Linked DNA regions of Mus musculus: region 1 is linked to region 2. Evidence: chromatin contacts called from public Hi-C data. All regions are on one chromosome and are shown on one strand. Each heading gives the region's core, a stretch centred on a gene start, on an enhancer-like site or on the middle of the called end of the contact. The rest is flanking DNA. Distances are from core to core; before and after follow the strand shown.

Region 1 (2,700 bases), core at 188-2,687, 560 kb before region 2:
GAAACTTGAAATGAGTTGGTTTGGGGATGAGGCCACAGCAGAATGCTGTAAGAAATGAATGGCCTTGGGAAGGTAGGCAAGTGCCAGGGCAGGAAGGCTAGCCACTATGTCAAGGCCCTGACACCATGTGAGAACGGGAGAGCAGCATGAGCCCCTCCCACTGCTGTCACTTCTGGGACTACAGCAGAGAGCTTCTCAGCTGATAGCCTGTGGCTGATCACTTGTGGCCAGGCTGATTAGCCGTTATCTCCTTCCTTAAACAGTCTCTATTTGGTCAGCACGCATCCATGGGAAAGATGTCTGCTCTGCACAGCAGCCCCCAGGAAAAGCTGTGGGGCCAGAGTGAAAGGTGGCTACAGTACCACACACCACCCCCACTGTTCCACAGGACAGAAGCCTCCACATGAGACCGGCACATGAAGTAAAGATGCCTCTGCAGCATAAATTATAGAGAAGGAGATATGTGAAACTGTTAGCTTGTCCTGCCTACAATCACAAGATGCTGGGTGGTCAGCAAAAGCTGGAGCCTCAGCAAACTCCTCCTGCACGATCACTGCCAGGAACTCAAGCTAGGGACTCTCCTTCTCCTCCCTGGTTTCCCCCTATAAGATAAGCAACATAGTAACCATTGAAGACCATAGGTTCCTACAGAGGAGTAACAAATGTAGCCATCACCAACTAGGACTATCTTGTGGGTACAGTCTCCTCCCAGACATGAAAGGAGGGTGTGGGGCACAGGCCTATGACCACTACACCGATTCTTAAATACTTTTCATTGGGATTACAATCCTTGGAACACTCGGAAGTAAACACAGCCATGTACATTTTACAGATGGGAAAACTGGGGGTCCAGGAGGTCCTACAGCTTAAGTGTTCAATGGTCTCTGTCTAAGGCTAGGGCTACAGTTCAGCGGTACAGCACCAGTCTAGCGCAGACAAGACCCTGGACTCGGTCAGCACTGAGAGAAAACCAACCAACCAGGACAGGGAAAATGGCCCAGCAAGTAGAGCAGTTCCTGCTTAAGCCTGAGGACCTCAGTTCCGATCCCCAGCACAACTGCAAACCTAGCCCTGGGCGGCTGGAGTCAGGCAGAGCCAGAGGGTTCACCCACCAGCTCTTCCAGCCGGGATACTGAGCTTCAAAACCACTACGGGACTTTGCCTCGAAATGTAAGGTGGAACAACGTTGTCCTCACACACACACACACACCCATAGGAATGGCCCTTCAGAGCCATCTTTGTTGGAAACATTTATATAAAGCTACCTTTAGGCATGGCTTCACCTGGCAACTTAGAATGGTCGCCAGCATTGACCAAAAGCCACACAAGGAAATCTTGGCCGATAGTTCTTCCTTCAGACACTAGGCAGCACTGCCGTTCCATAACTACCTTGTCCATTTTTTTTTCCACAGCCCCCTCTCTTGGCTTTCAGAAGTGAAACTGACCAACAGGAAGTAGAACAAGTCACAGCCACTGAGGGTCATTCTCAGGAAGTAGCCACATAGCCAGGCATGGTGGCACACATCTGCAGTCCCAGCACTTGGAAGGCGAAGAAAAAAATAATCAGGACTTCAAGGCCAGCCTTGGCTACATAGCAAATTTAAGGCCAGGATGAGCTATAATGAGACCTATCTAAAAATAATAATTAAAAAATGAAAACCTAAGTATTTATGCTTAAAGCACGTTCAGGAGTCAGCACGTAGGCCAGTAAGGTCTACTTTGAAAAACGCAGGTTACTATCTGCCCTTTGTATGTGAGTAAAAACATGGAACTGCACCCACATAACTTGTTGGTCCATAGAGAGAACAGAGTGTGCAGGTCCTCCACAGACCAGGGAGCGCCACGAAGCAGGAGACTGGCGAGTGTACAATGAGTGCTTAGCAGTCCATTTACTGACCGGGAGTGGGGTCGTCACAACAGTGAGACCTGCTGTTTTTTTACTCAGCTCTTCAGTGCAATTTACAGTGCTACTGAGAGATACTAAGAACGCTGATGGTTTGTTTTTTTTTTTTTTGAGGCTTGGATACTTCAATGATGCACAGAATTGCTACTTCTATCTAAAATAGATTTGCAATACTAACCAATGTAATACGAATAATCAGTACTCTGCGGCTGGACTCTCACTATAGTAACCACTACATACCTGTAGCCATTCGGAATTTAATATCAGTTCCTGCATAGTTTCACTAGCTACAGTTCAACTACTCAAAAACTCTGAGTAGCTAGGAGTTACCATACTAAACGGTTCAGATCTGAAACATCCCCATCAGTACAAAAGGGTCTCCTGAATGATGCTGGTTACGTGTAATTCCAAAAATATTATTAGAATGCCAATAGATATGTTATTAACGAAATAAGTAAATGAATTAGCTAAACGAATTAACTAAATTAACAAATTATCTAAAATAACCACCAGGGATTTGAGACTCTATTGCTGTAAACTAGGAACAACTAGAAAATGTTTCAGTATCTATAAAAACAAAAACATAGTGGCAACAATTACCACAACCCAAACACTTAGTAGAGTCTAGCAAATGACATTCATGGACTTTCTGAGGAAATCAGTGTTTTGCCTAGCTCAGGACGTCCATGAATCCCCACACTGTCCTGATGCTCACTCAGCACGTCCACGAGTCCTCACACCGTCCTGATGCTCAGCACATCCATGCATTCCCACACTGTCCCGATGCTCACTCAGAA
Region 2 (2,700 bases), core at 70-2,569:
CGGAGGACACCAGTGCAAAAGCACTTGGAGGCGGGGTGCGCACGTGCTTCACGGGCAAGGGCAGAAGACTGTTACTGCAGTACAGAGGACAAACAGTGGTTGAATGGTCATACAGGACCATTATATCTAATGGGATGGTATTAATGGGGGATTTTCTATGTGTGTGATTGTACTTGTTTCTGTTTCTTGCTAAGCAGCACAGGCTGGCGCTATTTTCTGATTCACTCTCCTCCTTACTGAGTTGTCAGAGTCCTGGGAGTACAAGCATGCACAACCAAGCCTGGCTAGCCATGGCTTTTAAGAATATAGTAAATGATGGGATCTGTAATTTTTAAATATTTTCCCATTCACCTTTACAAATAAATTAAAAGCAATAGAAACATAAATCTGACAGAACTCTACTGCAAGAGGCTAAGTAGAAACCAATAGCAGGCTAAACATAAAAATAAGTAAATATAACATGTATTTGTTGAAAGAGTAGGTAAAAATTGACGTGAAGTTATGATAAAGGCTGTGAAGGAAGTTTCAAAATGATTCCTAGGTTTCTTGCTTCAAGAGAGAAACACATGAGCTAAAGAGACGGCTCCCAGGTAAGACCTTGCTGACCTTCCAGAGAACCCGGATTTAGCTCCCAGTACGCACATGACAGGCTCACAGTTAACTGGAACTCCAGTTTCAGGGATTCAATGCCCTCTTCTGGAATTGCTTGCATGTGGGGTGTGTGTGTGTGTGTGTGTGTGTGTGTGTGTGTGTGTATGCATGCAGGCAAGACATTCATAAAAATAAACAAGTAAGTCTAAAAAAAAGAAGAAGAAAAGAAAAGGGGAGTGGGGAGCTGAGGACATGGCTAAGTTAGTAAAGCGCTTGTCACATAATTTGGATCATGCTTGTAATCCCAACACTGTGGAGGCAGAGACAGGAAGCTCCCTACAGTTTACTGGATGAATCACTGAGCACTGGGCTTAGTCTCAAAACCCTGTCTCAAAACAAAGAGAATAGAGATCAATTATGAAGACACTCAACACTGACTTCTGGCTTCCACATGTGAACATTCACACATGCAAACAGAAGGAAAAACAATGATGAGACACAAGTAAAATCACATGACGGCGTGTGTCACACAGAAGGGGAAGTCATTTTCACAGTTTACTTCACCTTTTCGTGGACACAGCACTAGCAGTGGTTATTAGTTAGGCTATTAGTAAAGTAGTTATAATTATTTGCACATTTGTTTCTTTTGCAGACAGGATCTTTGTATGCACCTATTCTGGCCTCAAAAATCACAATCTTCCTGCCTCTGTAATCCAAGTTCTGATACTGATGCCACCACACACACCACCACAGCCAGCTCTAGATGTAGGGCAGATTTTAAAGATAGGACCAATGAGAACTGATGAAATATCACAACAGTCAGATATCTGAGTAGTATCCATGACACCCCCCACCTCCCTGCTTCCTGGGGTTCACACCCAAGTATAATACTGTGGGCCTTGAGTATAAGCAGAATCAATGACTTCTAACAAGCAGGAAGCAAAGATGATAGGGTGTCATTTCTGTGATCCACACTGACAGCAAGACTCAATCAAGGCTCATCTTGTGGCTTCATGACATAAACACATACATGGGTGAGCACCACTAACAAATTAAGCATAGATAGATGAGGAGCTAAAAAGACAGCCTGTGTGAACTGAAGGCAGCATCCAACATTTCTGCATTTTCAAAAGGCTGTTAAAGGAAGGATGGTACAAAGGGAATGTGACAGTGAACCTGATGACAGCAAACCAAAGAAGAAAAGAGATGCACTGACAATCTCTGAACGTTGTCCAGGTCCTGCTCCTCAGCCACAGACAGCAGTGGAGAGCTGACGATTTTCTCATGAAGTGGGAAGACTCCAGAGAGGCTGATTTAGTGCTGACGGAATGAAGTGCCTTTAAGTTCTAATTCTTTTTTTTAAACCTTATTTTTTTTGTTGAGTTTTGCCTGCATATGTGTCTGTGTACCGTATGAATACAGTGGCCATAGAAGCCAAGAAGAGTGTCAGATCCCCTGGGACCAGAGTTACAAATGGTTGTGAGCCAACATTTGGGCACTGAGAATTGAATCCATGTCGTATGGAAGAACAGCCCATGCCGTAACTGCTGAGTCATGTCTCAGTCCCTGTAACTGCTTTTCATGAAGAGAGACTGATGAAGATGAAGCTCGTATCAGTTTGCAATTCTAATGTGTATTTATGTGGCTATACAAAATCTAGATCTTGGTTTCAAAACTACTAGCATGAAAAATAACTACGATTTAAATAAAATCAAATTTATTGTGTTTCAAAACTACTAGCATGAAAAATAACTACGATTTAAATAAAATCAAATTTATTGTGTTGGTTTGCAAGGTACTGACAGATGTTGGGGTTGCCTCATTTGTTTTGTATCCATTGGTTATTTCAAACACATGCTTTTTCTAGTTGCTTCCTTTAACAACAGAATATTTGATACCATGATTTATGTCCTATTCACTAGTAAACTGCTTTTTCTAAATGTTAGGTGATCTTTTTCAGTTCAACCAGAATTAATTTTTTGAAGATTTATTTTTATTACTTTTAGCTATATATATGGATGTTTGTGGAGCATATGTGTGCTGGTGCTTGCATGGGCCATAGGCATTGATTGGTTCTTCCTGGAGCTGGAGATATGGGTAGCTGTGAGC

The links. A called contact is a pair of places that touch in the nucleus more often than the background predicts.
Region 1: a Hi-C map of bone marrow-derived macrophages shows a contact between it and region 2, with 2.7 times the contacts expected there. The contact joins two enhancer-like sites. A contact is called at or near these places in 3 of 15 datasets of contacts at CTCF or cohesin (the NIH/3T3 cell line, large pre-B cells and pro-B cells), 33 of 484 Hi-C or Micro-C datasets (B cells, the Ba/F3 cell line, the G1E-ER4 cell line and 14 more), 3 of 115 datasets of contacts at active chromatin or transcription factors (astrocytes and embryonic stem cells) and 2 of 9 other capture datasets (embryonic stem cells and liver).

What each region holds. Positions count from the first base shown.
Region 1 is chr2:131,516,483-131,519,182 of GRCm38.p6, reverse strand. The region is part of intron 3 of Smox (spermine oxidase); the gene reads right to left. Among named protein-coding and RNA genes, the nearest start is that of Gm30732, 8.2 kb to the left of the region's middle. Within about 2 kb of position 1,437, at least 14 of the 459 cell types and tissues checked have an H3K27ac peak or open chromatin away from gene starts, as enhancers often do. A contact at or near this core is called in bone marrow-derived macrophages, where this site is marked.
Region 2 is chr2:130,952,945-130,955,644 of GRCm38.p6, reverse strand. All of the region lies in intron 6 of Atrn (attractin), which reads right to left. Among named protein-coding and RNA genes, the nearest start is that of Atrn, 48 kb to the right of the region's middle. Within about 2 kb of position 1,319, at least 15 of the 459 cell types and tissues checked have an H3K27ac peak or open chromatin away from gene starts, as enhancers often do. A contact at or near this core is called in bone marrow-derived macrophages, where this site is marked.